Regions from separate parts of the Mus musculus genome. Here all the other regions are linked to region 3. Evidence: chromatin contacts called from public HiChIP or PLAC-seq, Micro-C and promoter capture Hi-C data. All regions are on one chromosome and are shown on one strand. Each heading gives the region's core, a stretch centred on a gene start, on an enhancer-like site or on the middle of the called end of the contact. The rest is flanking DNA. Distances are from core to core; before and after follow the strand shown. Region 1 overlaps Chchd6 (coiled-coil-helix-coiled-coil-helix domain containing 6). Region 2 overlaps Chchd6 (coiled-coil-helix-coiled-coil-helix domain containing 6). Region 3 holds the start of Plxna1 (plexin A1). Region 4 overlaps 4933427D06Rik (RIKEN cDNA 4933427D06 gene). Region 5 overlaps Chchd6 (coiled-coil-helix-coiled-coil-helix domain containing 6).

Region 1 (2,700 bases), core at 33-2,532, 180 kb before region 3:
TAGCCCCCATGTAAAAATCCTGGTGTAATGGGCTGCATCATGTTCTTGTTCTTCCATTGTTGGGAGGTGGAGACAAGCAGGTCCTGGAGGCTGCTGTCTAGCTCATCTAGCCTATGAGAGATCCATCTCAAAACCAAGGTGAAGAATGATCCAGGAAGACACAGAGTGTTGACTTCAGCTCTCTACAGGTATGTGCACAGGCACATGTACTCATATACTTGTGCAACACACACACACCAGTATGGTTATGGAATTATAGTGGAAATTATTTTTTGGCTGAATATTTGATAACAGTAGGACAGGGAGCATTTATAGCATTTTTTTAAACTGGCTGATATTTTGGTTTTATAATCAACAATGTTGAGAACTTGTAAACAGGACAAAATGGCAGAATTATGTTTGAGGCCATTTCAGAAATTGTTGAAGACTGTGCCCTAATCCTAAAATTCCTTTAACGGTGTTTTAGGAAATACAACTCAGCAACTTAGACAGCAATTTTTAAGCTCAAACATTCTAACACAATTCAATCTAAAGACATACTGATTTGCTACTTATATGCTGAGGAATGCTGGTAGGAAAACATTGAAAGCTGTTGTTTTCTGTAACTAATCCATTTTGCTTCTATAAGAACAGTACGTCCATTGAGGAAGCTGAAGGGTTTCAGACTCTTCATTGGTGGTGTGTCGTGTAATGATACTGTGTGTTCAGAACCAAAGCTACAGTGACATCAGCCATGTGATATCTTGAGTGCTGCCAAGCTACCTTGGGTTCATTATGCATTTGATTTTGAATTAGTTTTTGGTCATTACAAACCTTTCACTGTACCACTCCATATGTAGTTGTGACCCACAGTTTAAGCAGTGGGTTCTGGTGGTATTCTGAAATCAGAAGCAATAGAAACCCCATGTATAAGCCTTCTGATGTGGCTGCTCCTACAGATGTCTAAGGGGACTTGGTGCTGAGTCATGAGGCCTTTGGTCAGACAGCCTTCCTTTTATCACAGAGTCATCTTCTGGTTTTGTGCTAGCTGGTTGTATAATTCTAGTATACTACCAGAAAGAATAGGAAGGCATGAGTCTACTGCATTGGTGCCTCTTTTAAAAAAATTTTTTTTTTACTTAAATTGTAAAGATTTGGGACAAATACCATCAGTTCCTTTCACACACACACACACACACACACACACACACACACACACACCCCATGGTGAGGAAGTAATGTATTGCCTATCAGCTATAGTCTAGTAGTCTAGTCAGGAGATAGAAACCACAGCCATCTCTGGAACAGAGGGAATTTGATAAGAGGGGGCAGGTTGTTAGCAGGTTCCTGAGCGAGTAGGAAGACTCTAGTTGTAGATTCCCTTGAGTGACAGGCAGCTGCATAAGCTGAATTGGGATTTACTACCATTGAGGGCCAGGTCAAAGAATCTAGCAGAGACCAGAGATGAGAGCCATGGCCTAAGAACTCAGTATTGTCTCATGATGGGTGCTGCCTTGTGCGTAGGTGGGGTGTGAGACCTGAATGTACTCTGTACTGAGTTGTTTGGAGATTGCTGTTCTTTGAATAGTTCAGACATCTCACCATAGAGAGTATGCTTTTAAGCTGTAGATGTTTCTGTTTTGGTACAATATGGCTTCCTAGTTGCATTTTGCACATGTATAGTTTAATTCATTTTGTATGCTGGTAACCATGTTGAACACTACCATGCAACTTCAAGAGAGAGCCCCAGAGCATATTCCCAGAGTAGTTTGGATTATAGCTGATATATCAGCTATAACACATCATCTGTGAGGCACGTCTCCAGTAACCCAGGAACCTGGAGGGTACATTTGTTAGGTATTGATAGAAATAGCCATGTGTTCTATATGGTTAGTGCTCACCTCCTGCCAGCTGGTAAGTAGTGGCTAGCACTGCATCTAGAGTTCTAAGATGAATGTTTTCAGTCCTTCACTATTGACTTTTGTTGGTGGTGTCTTACCTGAAGTGTGTTTTTCTTTGTGGTGATAAAATGACTGTATTCTTTCTTACAGGTGGTAATGTGTTAGGTTCGTTTGGGTATAATGTTCTTCTTAGATTGGGAATCCTAGGACAGGGATAAAGTGAGGACAAACACAGCATCAGACTTTGTCAAGCTTCAGAGTCCTTCCTGCCCTCATCATTGGCTACCTGTTACCTGCCTGCCTTGGCCGACCACCTCCACAGCAGCCTTATCTGCCCTCCAGGCAGCTCTTTTTCTCCTCCTTGAGACCTACCCATTTCCTAAGGTTCCTACCTTGCTAGGCTTCTACACTGAATTCTAACTAGAGTCTGATCTCCCCAAGGCATGGAGGCCCCAAATCAGCACTTGAGGTTAAAGCCAAACATGGTGCAGCTAGCTGTGGGAGGCTCTGGGAAGGAAGTCTCGTGAAGCAAGTTGGGAGAATCCCCGTTTCAGCAGCAAATCAGACCAGGTGTGTTTTCAGCAGAGTTTTCCTTAGCAGATCAGTACTTTGTTCAGCAGTTGGTTAGAGCAGGTGGAATCGCAGCAGGGTTTGGGGATAGGTTGAAGGAAGAGTTCTGATGACCAAATGCTAGACTCGGGAGTGTGGGAAAATGTCCTCTAACAGAGCCAGGGACTGGGGCTGTTGATGAACCTTTTCTGCTTGCACAGTATGCAGTACCTCACACTCAGGCTCTGCCTGCCTGAGAGCCCTGCAAGGC
Region 2 (2,700 bases), core at 123-2,622, 140 kb before region 3:
TTGCAAATAACTTTGCTGGTGACATAACACCAAGCAGGCTAATTTATAGCTTTATTTGATCTTGCACTTATTCATTGAAGAGCCTTTTTCTAAGAGCTCTGAAATGTGGTGAGAGACCGTGTAGGTAAGGAGGGTGTAGAGCAGAGGGATGTGCTTCTAAGGTTGGAGGTAGCCCCTTGCTGCTCCTGTGGCCTCATTAGTCCTGGTTCTCTTGTGATTGCCATAGTTTCCCACTAAAAGACTATGTGATGGATATCTTTCATTTTTGTGGCCAAATCTAACTTTTTATAACTTGGAAGTCAAGGTATGTGGCTGTGCCTCTGCTGGCCTCATCCCTGCTTTCTCTAGGAGAAGACATACCTTTGTTGGAGGTACGAGGAACTCCTTAGCATGTGCAGAGCAATCAACAGTTCAGGAATGACTATTCAGACAGCATTTCCCCTTCCCCTGTCCAGAAATGAATGTCTATCAACATCAAACACCTCCCTGCCCTCAGCATTCTGCCCATGCTCTCCTTCCCATCTCTACCCTGTCCCACACCTACAGCAAGGCTGTTGGGATACTCTTGTGCTCTACCCCTGCATGAGGACACACTAGAGGCCTATGAGCAGGAACACTGTTTTAACAATTTCTGGCATTAGCAGCAACTACCAGTTGGATGCTTGAGAAAGATTCTTTCAGGGGAATTACAGGGAGCTTACATGGAAGCTTAGTGCTTTCTTGTTGGCTATGTTAACAGCCAGTTGAAAGAGTGATCATGTTGCCATTGTTATGATCTGATGGGGTGTGATGATCAGTGGCCTCAATTGGCCAGCACCCACTGTCACCGAGGGAAAGCTGAGGGCCTTCTAAAGGAGCTAGTTCTCAGAGATTTAGGCTCTGTAAGTTCTGAGTGGGCCAGGATTCTTGAACTTCCCTGGTTCAAGAATTGACTGTTGTTGCACTTTATCCTGGGAGTAGCTTCACCTAATGTGGATGGAGCACAATGGACTTTTCCTTCAGTCCTAGAGGATCCACAGCTGGGAACTTGTAAGGATGAGGAGGCTTCTGCAGCCTATACAACCTCCTTTCACTTTTAGTAGATGGCAACATGTGATCTGGATCCCAGCAGCCTTGCAAAATGTTGTTGCCTGTCTGTGCTGATGCCTGAAAGCCAGAAGGCAGCAGAGCCTTATGCAAGAGGGGAGTTGGGTTGTTTTCTCTTTACAATCAAGTATGTTGGGGTTTTGCCAGATAGATTTTCCTCTTGCCTTTTTACATTTTTTTTCCAAATGAAAAGCTTTTCTGGCAGATGTCGTAAAGCCACTTCTAGGGCATTGATAGTTACCTAAAAAAGCCCCTGGCTTCCTCTCCCCGCCAGCTGACTGTGCATTTCAGTGCCCCACATCTGTGCTGTCTTTCACAGAAGGCTGAGCCTGCAAGTGCCTGCTCTGGTGAAGACCTGGCCTGTGCCTGCGGGCCCCCAGCACGGGTCTGTCCCTCCTGCTTAGACTCTTATGACCTCACTTTCACCCTCCCTCTGTTGGACCTGAACCTGCTGCAGCTTTCACGACTCTCATGGCATTCAAGGCCCTGTGAGATCTGCCTGCATCTGGCCTTTCCTTTATCTCCTCATTTGCTGATTCAGCTTGCCTCTTCCGTCTCTCATTGGCCTGTGCTGTGCTGTGCTGTGCTGTGCTGTGCTGTGCTGTGCTGTGCTGTGCTGTGCTGTGCTGTGCTGTGCTGTGTGCTGTGCTGTGCTGTGTGCTGTGCTGTGCTGCCTCTTTTGCTGTCTTCCCTGATCTTCCTCTACACCTTCTTTCCTACTTCCCATTAGAGAGGAGTCTGTCCAGATCATGTTACATGACACTTATGAGCAGTAGAATATACCTGAGGACAAGGCAGAAAGGCCAGGGTTTGTGTCCTGTGTATCCAGTCCAGCTCTTCACAGAGCTTTTTCTTTTTAAGGACAGGGTGCCCTGGTAGTCTTGGTAGGAAGAGTGTCTAAGGTGACCTGTAAAGCAAAGAGTAGCATCAAGACATGCCTCCAGATATCTGCCTGCTTTAGACAACTCTCCTATGCTGCTGGACTGGAAGTCCTTCTCTCTATGCCCGTGCCTTGGCAGCTGACAGATAGAAGTAGCATTTCTCACTGTGTTGCAATTGTTTGCAAAAGGCTCTTTTCCCTCCTTAAACAGGTGCTTTGACTTGACTATGTTGGATTCACCCTACACAAAGCCACTTAAGCCCTTCCTAGATGCCTTGTTCCATAAGTATGTGCTCAAGGTGTACCACTAAACTCAGAGAGTCAGAGTCAGGCTCCCAGAGGTGGCTGCTCCCCAGGGAGATAGGCAACCTTCCTTTCTGCCTTTCATTATGTTTATTACCTGAACTGATTTTGACTCTGTATTAAAATGTATTTGTAAAGAGAAAGTAAGTGAAGGCCTTATAAAGGGAGTCTGTCAGTGTGGGGCCCAGTGTTCTCTAATGCAGATCACCATGGCAACATGGTAGCCTTCACATTTCACTAGTTAAGAAGATGAACTCTTCTGCCCACAGAATCCAACCGGATTGGCCACCATTACTTAGTGCTCTGTGCAGCAAGTCTTCCTGAAAGCCAGCAGACCTCATTACCAGGGACCTTTCCTCAGCAGGGATCATCATCTATCTAGCTGTCTTGGTCCTTCATGTCTCCTTCTTGACCCCCTCCTGCATCAGGCC
Region 3 (2,700 bases), core at 75-2,574:
GGCCAGACTCCAGGCTCTGCCACCAACCAGCGAGGGAGCTTGGGCAGGTCACAGGGCCTGCGCAGTCTGTCTACCCGGTTTGTACAGCACAGCAGAGATTTGTACATTCAGTATGTAGTGCCTGTGGAGTCCGACGGTAAGTGTAACTGTGGAAGAAGGGTCTCACCGCCATTCAGAAGCAAAAAGAACCAGCACCAACTTTCAGCCTGGCAAAATCAAACCATTACCTTTCCCACTGTTGCTGACACTTCTCCATCACGTGGAGGGGTGGGGTTTCACTTGGGGGAAAACCAAGTTTGCATCGTCTGTTGAAGCTAAAGACCAAGGTCTAGAGCAGGGGGCTCCAGTCCAGTAGCAGAAGAGAGGGTTAACTATCCAGAATAGCCTGTGCCACACAGTGAGAGCAAAGACTGACCACAGGACCCTGCATTCCTATCAGAGAGGAAGGCGGGACACCATTTCTATAGCATCCTCAAACAAGCTACACAAAAGAATATGTCATTCAGGGAGACAAAATGTAAACGGTCACACCCAAAGAAAAACCAGGCAAGGATGAGCACAGGGAAAGAGGGTGATGACTGCTTGGGAGACGAGTACGGACAATGGTCCTTACCGAATGAGCTGCACTGGGTCCCCCAGGCTGTGCCCAGTCAGCCTTCGCCCCTCCCACGACCACCTTTTCTGACTGCTCTGTTCTGTTCTGCGCACAGCTGCCTGCTTTGGTCTGGATGCCTTGCACTGGGTGACCTTATTGAGAAAGGTTCTCTACCCGACCGAGACCTGGCGCAATCCAGCTCTGCAGGCCAGCCCCGCGCCCGCGATCGACCCGGCGAGGTCTCTATCCTGCTGGGGTAGTTCTAACACGCCCCGCTGCAGGACCGCGTACCGGACAGGACAGTCGTCCTCTGAGCTTAGGCATCCCGGCACGCGCCACCTCCTGGGGCCTGCGGGGTGCAGTGCCGGTCCCACCTAAGCGATCGTTGCGCAGGCAGAGATGAGCAATAGGACCAGGGCAAGTGCTTCCTCCGGACTCAGTTTACCCTTCCGTGCACGAAAGCTGTACTTCCAGCCTGTGCTCCTTAAAGAGTGCATCGACTCCTGGGACCACCCGGACCACCTCACCCACCCCCACCCCAGTCCAGAGTTTTAAGGCTGAGGTGGCCATCGCCCTTTGAAGGCAAGCGGTGGGGCCCGCCGCGCGCGCTCTCGCCGCGGGGCCGAGCGCCCCCTGCAGGCCATCGCGGGTCCCGCCCCGCCCCCGCCCCCGCCCCCGGCCCCGCCCCCCGGCTTCGGCCGGCGCATGCGCGCGGCACGGCGCTCCGCGGGGCGGCGAGAGCGAGGCCGGTCCGCAGCCGCGCGGAGCTCAGCGCCCCATTCATGCTGGGCAGCGGCGACGCAGCCACGCAGCGGAGCGGAGCCCGGGCGCGGCGGCCTCGGCCTGGGCGGCCTGCGCGGCGTGGGCGGCCCCGCAGAGGGGCGAGCGGCGGGGCGCAACGATGGCCAGCGGCGGGACGCGCCCGGGGTTGGCGGGTGAGTCGGGGCGCAACTTTCCCCGCGGGCGGCGGGAGGCTCGTCGCGGCCCGGGGTCCCGAGTGGCCGGGGGGCGCTGGCGGCGGCCAGGGGGGTGTGCGCGGGGACTGCGGCGCGCGTGTCCGCGGCTGGCGTGTCCTGCGGTTCCGGCCGGGCGCCCGCGTGTGTCCGGGCGCGGTCTCCGCTATGGGCTGCCGCGTCCCGGCGGGTCGCAGCACGTCCGGGGCCCTACGATCCGGGGGGGCGCAATGTCTGTGGCCGCAGTCGCGGTCCCTTCCTCCAGGCAGGAGAGAAAGTTTGCAGTGGCCCCGCGGGAAGGGCCCTGCGGGTGCCCATGTCGGCCCGTGTTGCGCCGGGTCGGACCGGGCCGCGGGTGGGGACGTGGGCCGCAGGCGAGCGCCGCGCTGGGCAGGCCCGGGCAGGGCCGCGGGATTCGGGGCAGGTCCCTGGCTGCGCCTCGGGCCGGCCTGAGGCAGTGGGGTGGAAGTTGCAAGGCTTCGTGGGGACCCCCGCCCCCTCCGGCTCCGGCGCGCGAGTGGGCGCCGCAGCCAGCCCAGGCCCGCAGGCCCTCCACCCGGCTGCAAGGGGCGGTGCGGTGCCACCGGAGAGGACGCCGGCTCGGGCCTCCTCGGCCTCCCCCTGCGCAGGGCCTCCACGGGTCATTCCTTCCCCGGAGGATTCCCCTCTTGCTTCCTGGACGGTCCCAGGCCTGGTGTACGGCGAGGACGGCGGCGGTGATGGGCTGACTCTGGCTGCTGTAGGGAAGGGCGAGTGTAGATTCCTGGGAGGCCCCCTCTGCCTGCAGAGATCCCAGGTGCTGCCCTGGAAGGATACAAGAGGGCTTCAGAGAGGCTACTAGGTGGCCGGAGCCCTCTCAGTCTCATCGGTGGGGTGCTGGGGCCACGCCCCTTGAAAGAAAGGGGTGTGTTGGGGGGGGATGGGAACGAACTGAGCCTCTGCCCCTCTGCCAGGCTCCTACCTCTGGCTCTGGCTCCTGGTGCTACCTACCTCTTCCAGCAGGTGCTGCGGGTCTTCAGTCCCATCAGGGTGGTGCTATCCTGTGCTTCTCCAGCCCTCCTAGAGCACCCCCAGTTTTCCAGCTCCATTGCTTGTTGGGGGTGAGCAGGAGGAGGTAGTGCTGCATTAGGCTGGCCAAGAGTCTGCTGGGTC
Region 4 (2,700 bases), core at 61-2,560, 250 kb after region 3:
GGGTCAGAGGCCCACATTCCCCAGGCCTGGGTGAGCCTGCAGGTGTCCATTCTTTGCAGGCCAGGCCAGGGACTTCTGTAATGCCCTATGGTGATGTCTGAACGTGGCTTGACCCTAATGAGTCAGGCTGCAATTCAGCATCATAGACCAGATGGGACCTGCAAGAAGTGGTGAGATTCTGCCCTGGTGACAGGGTTGCTCCCTGGGTGAACTGGAAGGTGACAGAGCTGAGTCCCACAGCACAAGGCAGCCTGGGAAAGGAAGAGGAAGGTGGTGTGAGCAGAAACCCCCAAGTTTGCTGCTTCTAACAGTAATGCTCCCAAAGGAGGAGACAAAGGAATGGCACCCCACAGAGCATGTGCAGAGGAGATATGCTGACCTGGAACAAAGAAATGAGGCGAGCCAGCAAATTAAACAGGTAGATAAACAAAAATAAAAAGATATGGAACCTTATTAATAGCCGAGGCAATTCTAATTAGAACAAAAATAAAATAACGAGTTTTTATCTAAGATATTGCCAAAAATTCCAGAGCCCCAGCATGGCCTGCCAGCAACGACGCCTCACACCATAAGCTGGCATTGTGTGAGAACTAATCTGGATGCAGTATCTTAGCATCTATTAAAATAAAATAGACCATACCATTTGACACAGGGATCTAAGTTTGATAAGTTATTTTATAAACTTAAAAACAAACAACAAAAACCACAAAAGCAGGCTGGTCCTTAAGATATGTGTGTAAACTGGGACACGGTGGTGCATGCCTTTAATCCCAGCAGTTGGGAAACAAGGTCGGGTGGATCTCTTGTGGGTTGGAGGCCAGCCTGGTCTACAAAGTGAGTTCCAAGACAGCCAGGTCAACACAGAAAAACTGTATCTAAAACCAAAAAGATCTGTGTAGAAGTGTGATGAGGCCTTGTGGCCATGGGAATGCCTTAGAAATGGCACAGCCAGAACTTATGTGTGTGGAGATTGCTGTATGAGGACAGGAAGTGCAGGTGGAGGGGTCCTGAGGTGACATCCTTTAGGCTCACAAATCAGAGAACCCCACAGATCTGCCCACTGTGCTTCCCACTGCTTTCAAGGTCAGATGGAGGAGCTATGGGGTGCAAAGGGACAGTTCCCAATGTACCTACCACACCTATGACACCTGTCTGGTCCCCGAGCTTGGTTCTGGATGATTCTGAGAGATGGTGCTGTGGTTTGGATATAGGTGTCCTCAGGAGGCTCCTGTGTTTGTACTGGTGCTACTTGAAAATGAAAGGTTGTGAACTTTCTGGAGGGCAAAGTGAGTCGCTAGGGATGAGGTTTGTGGTTTTGTAGTCCAGCCCCACTTCCTGTCTGACCTCTGACTGCCAGGTGCAATGTGACCCGGCCTCTCCCACTTAACCTCCCCATCATCATAGAATGTATTCCCTCAAACTGAGCCAAGATAGCCCCTTCCTTAAGTAGCTTCTTGTCAGGCATTTGATCTCAGCAACAAGAAACAAGTGACTAACATGGACAGAGTGCTGTATGTATGGGAAATCAAAATACAGCAGAGACTTCAGAGCACACACATGTTGAGCAGGCTTCTACAGCTACAGGAAATTAGCAGGCAGGAGGAAACCAAACCTACTGTCTTCCATAACTTCAGGAGGACAGCTTTTCTAAACACATTTTGCTTTTGCATTGCTAATTTATGAAATTTTACAAAAAGAATTTTGTACAACCAAAGCCCAAGAGGAGGATTTATTTAAAAGGATAGTTAACTACACACACACACACACATACAAAGATTCATGATAAAAACTCTTCTTGGACATTTTTCTTAGAAACAAATACAAACTTCATAAATACAAAATCCAATTTATAATTCACCTTTAGGAGTACTGAAGACAGGAACTATTTTAACTTGATCAGAGACATCCATGAGAAAACTGACAGGAAATTCCCATTAATGATAATTAAAAAAAAAAAAAGAAGAAGAAGACATTTAAAATATTCTCACTGAGGCCAAAAGGCTATTATTACCAAACTATTCCACACTTAGCCTTCTGTTGAGACAGGTCTCATCATGTAACTCTGCAGACCAGGTTGGCATAGAATTAACAAAGATCCACCTGCCTCTGCCTCACAAGTGCTGGGATTAAAGGTGTGCGCCACTATCGCCCAGCCTCTTACTCGGTGTTTTAAATGTGGCTCACTCTCTTTGTTTCCTTTCATAAACCCCCGTGCCTTTTGTTCAATTTGTCCAATTTTCTTTGACTTACTCATTTTCAATCTAGTCTGAACTTCTAGTGCCTTTCAACTCACTTGGGGATCCTGGGCTGGTGGGACAGTGCTTCCGGTAAAAACGTTCTGCCAAGCCTACAGGCCTGGGTTCAAGGCTCGGGTCTGCACAGGGTAAAAATTAAGAGCTGTCTCTGCAAGTTGTCCTCTGACCTCCATAGACAGACTGTGCCACATACATGCCCACACAGATACACACAATAAGATATCATAGTAAAAACAACAACAACAACTAGTACTACTACTACTACTACTACTACTACTACTACTACTACTACTATTCAGCAACAGCTACTGCTGCCTCCAAACTATAAGGGTCCACATCAGGATATCCTGCTTCAGAGAACTTCATACATACATACACTCATCCTCCCCAGCTCTAGGCACGGCTGGGTCGGCTTCTGGGGCCGTTTGCTTCCTTCCTGGCTCCC
Region 5 (2,700 bases), core at 100-2,599, 220 kb before region 3:
GAATTCCAGTGGCCTGCTGTGCTGGGGTAGCTTCTTCATCTGCTTTGCACCTTGATTACCAGGGCTGGGAGGTGGGTGTGAGGGGTGCCAGGCATTTGCTCCCTGGCACATTAGTGCATACACTGTACTTCCTTTGACTCTGATCTTCTTTAGTTGGATTACAGGATGCAGCTCATCTGTCAATAGTTCTTCTGTTGGGTACTTCCCTTGGTAAGGCAGCACTGGCTCCTCACAACTTTCATTTACAGGGTGGCCATATGACTTGCCCAGACTATGTAACTATCTGCATAGTTCTTTATGAGTGGCTGGAAAAAGTAGGAAAGAGGTCCTTCTTGGACTTTACCTCACTCTGGGGAATTTTGGAAGTGTCAGCCTAGCATGCCACAGTGTCAGGAACAGACCCCTTCTCCTTAGGGTCCCTTGCTACAACAGCATGAGTTCAGGTCCAGGTATCAGACTTGGATGTTATCAGACCCAGAAGGTGTATTAAATAGAACCTACAATCATTGTGTGTGGATTCTGGGCACTATGGGAAGAGACTTGCACAAGGTCAGGAGAGCCTGGGCACACCGCTTTCAAAGTTCCTTGGTTCAATCCTTTCATTTACCTCTGTGCACTTGGCATGTGTGTGGCCTGAACTATAACCCATGTTGGTTTGGTATGTACCAGTCACACTGAATAGCTAGCATTTATGGTTTTGTGTGTGTGTGTGTGTGTGTGCAAATGCTTTCTGCAGTTTACCTCAGTGAAGCCCTGGAGTCACTTACATTATTTCCATATCACAGATGAAGAAACTGATTTAGAGATAAGAAGGCCCCTGCCCAATGTCATGCAGCTTAGCTAGAATTCAGACCCAGATGGGCCTGACTGCAGGACTCTTTCTCCTGAGCTCTGTGGAAGCCAGTAGCCTGAGCATGCTTCTGACTTAGGTCAGGAAAGGGAAGCGCAGAGATAGGAAGAGATCTTTGTCCCTTATCCCTTGCCACAGCTCTCTGCTGGCCACATGGAACACTTTCTTTCTTCCTCTGGTGGTATAGTGACAAGAGGTCTAGTGGCACTGAGCACCCAGCCCTGTCTGGCTTTGGAGGCCTCTGTTCTGGTTTTGTTGGTGCAGGGAGCATTGCCCAGATGGTGTTTATTCTCGCATGACTACTGTGTGTGTGTGTTTGTTGATTAAAAATATTACTTGCTGTATTTTGTAGCAACATTAAAAAATATTACAAATTTCTTACCGCCAACAAGAACTGTGCCAATGTTTTCCTTAACCCTTCATTCACCAGGCAGTGTGGTTCTGTTGATGCCACCTATGCCAGGGCTGGCAAATCAGAGCCTGTGACTCACCGTGGCAGCCCTCGACTTTGACTTCCTCTTCTCCTGGAGTCAGGGTTGACCTCTTACCCTGATCTACTCCCTGCCCTCCCCTCAAGAACCAATTGGTAGTGTTTTCTGATTTCTGGATTTCTGTAGTAGAAATACTCCCTCCCAGGTCAATTTCAAACAGCTATCATGATGTCAATTAGTTTGCTAAATTTTCTGAAAACTTAAAAATCAGCTTTCAGGAGCTGTTTCCTGCACGGTGGTAGGATGGCCACATACTCTTTCCATCTTGTTATGTTCTCACCTCAGAGGCTCCCTTCGGGAATACTATACTCAGTGTACCCTAGTACACTGACTTCAGTATGTGTCTGCTGTTTCTTGCTCTGAAACTGACCTTCACTTCCCAGTTGTGTTCAGAGAAGGAACATGACCTCTGAAGGCTCTTTCCCTTTTTTGATCTCAGGATTTTTGGTATCCACACAGTAGTGTATTATTTTCTTAGTGGTTTCTCTTCATTTCTCCTTTATCCATGTTCTTTCAATAATGTGGGAATCACATTTTTTTCCTCTTCTTTAAGTCCCAGCTCTCATTCATTCCTATTAGACAAGACAACTGCCACTGGGTTGTTCATGTTTGTGTTCTCTCTCCTCTCTCGTCTCCTTTCCCTTCCCTTCCTTTCCCTTCCCTTCCCTTTCCTTCCCTTTCCCCTTCCCCTCCCCTCCCCTCCCCTCTCCTCTCTCTCTCTCTCTCTCTCTCATGAAATATGATCAGCATAATGTATAATCTATTCCTTGCCCCAAGCTGCTGATAATTGTTTTTGTGTCTGGAGATTTTCCTGGATGGATAGACCACATAGGTTTATGTTATGCAGGCTGTGGATGTCTATGTTTAGCTTCTTTCACATAGCATGTTTTCTGGGATTGTCCATATGATAGTATGCATCAATATTTCATTCCTTTTTATTATTCAATAGTATTCCATTGTATAGATGTTTATATTTTTATTTACTTACTTTCATACGTTAGTTGAACATCTAGGTGCTCTCTTATTGGCCACTCTGGATAAGCTGTTGTGAACATTAGTGTAGAAGCATGTGTGGGCATGCTTCCTTTCTCTTTGGCTTGAGCTGATTGTTAGAACTGCTGGATCATTTGGGTAACTCTATGTTTAACCTCTGGAAACCCTTCCAGACTCTTTCCAGTCCTGCCTATACTATGTTATACCCCGCATTGTACAAGTCTTCTGATCTCTGTAGCTGTGCAGACGTACTGTTCTGATCAGACACAGCTGCTCTGATGGATGTGAAGTGTTCTCTCAGCATGCCTTTCTTTATTTTTTATCTCTGTAATGACTGATATTAAATGACTGCTCTTGTTCTTCTTG

Evidence for each region. Promoter capture Hi-C pulls out the DNA fragments that hold promoters and counts their contacts. HiChIP or PLAC-seq counts read pairs in DNA pulled down with a chosen protein or histone mark. A called contact is a pair of places that touch in the nucleus more often than the background predicts.
Region 1: a contact with region 3 is called in a Micro-C map of the G1E-ER4 cell line, with 3 times the contacts expected there. The contact joins the enhancer-like site here to the promoter of Plxna1 in region 3. A contact is called at or near these places in 15 of 39 promoter capture datasets (the 3T3-L1 cell line, 3T3-L1-derived adipocytes, the C10 cell line and 8 more), 25 of 484 Hi-C or Micro-C datasets (3T3-L1-derived adipocytes, the C10 cell line, the C3H10T1/2 cell line and 17 more), 23 of 115 datasets of contacts at active chromatin or transcription factors (the 230-238 cell line, the NIH/3T3 cell line, astrocytes and 17 more) and 4 of 9 other capture datasets (adipose tissue, embryonic stem cells, liver and 1 more).
Region 2: a contact with region 3 is called in a promoter capture Hi-C map of hippocampal neurons, with 4 times the contacts expected there. The contact joins the enhancer-like site here to the promoter of Plxna1 in region 3. A contact is called at or near these places in 8 of 39 promoter capture datasets (the 3T3-L1 cell line, 3T3-L1-derived adipocytes, HPC-7-derived erythroid cells and 4 more), 5 of 484 Hi-C or Micro-C datasets (the HL-1 cell line, bone marrow-derived macrophages, cerebral cortex and 2 more), 8 of 115 datasets of contacts at active chromatin or transcription factors (SST interneurons, bone marrow-derived macrophages, embryonic forebrain and 4 more) and 2 of 9 other capture datasets (adipose tissue and embryonic stem cells).
Region 4: a contact with region 3 is called in a RAD21 HiChIP or PLAC-seq map of pro-B cells, with 4 times the contacts expected there. The contact joins the enhancer-like site here to the promoter of Plxna1 in region 3. A contact is called at or near these places in 14 of 39 promoter capture datasets (the 3T3-L1 cell line, 3T3-L1-derived adipocytes, the C10 cell line and 9 more), 2 of 15 datasets of contacts at CTCF or cohesin (large pre-B cells and pro-B cells), 7 of 484 Hi-C or Micro-C datasets (the C10 cell line, the CH12 cell line, the N1E-115 cell line and 3 more), 16 of 115 datasets of contacts at active chromatin or transcription factors (the 230-238 cell line, bone marrow-derived dendritic cells, bone marrow-derived macrophages and 9 more) and 2 of 9 other capture datasets (embryonic stem cells and liver).
Region 5: an H3K4me3 HiChIP or PLAC-seq map of bone marrow-derived macrophages shows a contact between it and region 3, with 3 times the contacts expected there. The contact joins the enhancer-like site here to the promoter of Plxna1 in region 3. A contact is called at or near these places in 9 of 39 promoter capture datasets (3T3-L1-derived adipocytes, the C10 cell line, the SN4741 cell line and 6 more), 1 of 15 datasets of contacts at CTCF or cohesin (large pre-B cells), 4 of 484 Hi-C or Micro-C datasets (the 3T3-L1 cell line, bone marrow-derived macrophages, cerebral cortex and 1 more), 14 of 115 datasets of contacts at active chromatin or transcription factors (the 230-238 cell line, SST interneurons, bone marrow-derived macrophages and 9 more) and 3 of 9 other capture datasets (adipose tissue, embryonic stem cells and liver).

What each region holds. Positions count from the first base shown.
Region 1 is chr6:89,536,838-89,539,537 of GRCm38.p6, reverse strand. The region is part of intron 4 of Chchd6 (coiled-coil-helix-coiled-coil-helix domain containing 6); the gene reads left to right. Among named protein-coding and RNA genes, the nearest start is that of Chchd6, 57 kb to the left of the region's middle. Within about 2 kb of position 1,282, at least 6 of the 459 cell types and tissues checked have an H3K27ac peak or open chromatin away from gene starts, as enhancers often do. A contact at or near this core is called in the G1E-ER4 cell line and the HL-1 cell line, where this site is marked.
Region 2 is chr6:89,497,888-89,500,587 of GRCm38.p6, reverse strand. The region is part of intron 4 of Chchd6 (coiled-coil-helix-coiled-coil-helix domain containing 6); the gene reads left to right. Among named protein-coding and RNA genes, the nearest start is that of Gm46966, 46 kb to the right of the region's middle. Within about 2 kb of position 1,372, at least 41 of the 459 cell types and tissues checked have an H3K27ac peak or open chromatin away from gene starts, as enhancers often do. A contact at or near this core is called in SST interneurons, adipose tissue, cerebral cortex and 2 more, where this site is marked.
Region 3 is chr6:89,361,237-89,363,936 of GRCm38.p6, reverse strand. Plxna1 (plexin A1) reads left to right here and starts at 1,324. Exons shown (of 32, transcript NM_008881.2): 1 at 1,324-1,530. Gm40415 reads right to left here and starts at 2,582. Exons shown (of 2, transcript XM_017321867.2): 1 at 2,539-2,582; 2 at 1,346-2,352. The coding sequence starts at 2,193. The coding sequence ends at 1,759.
Region 4 is chr6:89,109,046-89,111,745 of GRCm38.p6, reverse strand. 4933427D06Rik (RIKEN cDNA 4933427D06 gene) reads right to left here. Exons shown (of 4, transcript NR_134978.1): 4 at 1,707-2,700. Among named protein-coding and RNA genes, the nearest start is that of 4933427D06Rik, 14 kb to the right of the region's middle. Within about 2 kb of position 1,310, at least 15 of the 459 cell types and tissues checked have an H3K27ac peak or open chromatin away from gene starts, as enhancers often do. A contact at or near this core is called in the 230-238 cell line, the CH12 cell line and pro-B cells, where this site is marked.
Region 5 is chr6:89,578,605-89,581,304 of GRCm38.p6, reverse strand. The region is part of intron 1 of Chchd6 (coiled-coil-helix-coiled-coil-helix domain containing 6); the gene reads left to right. Among named protein-coding and RNA genes, the nearest start is that of Chchd6, 16 kb to the left of the region's middle. Within about 2 kb of position 1,349, at least 9 of the 459 cell types and tissues checked have an H3K27ac peak or open chromatin away from gene starts, as enhancers often do. A contact at or near this core is called in 3T3-L1-derived adipocytes and bone marrow-derived macrophages, where this site is marked.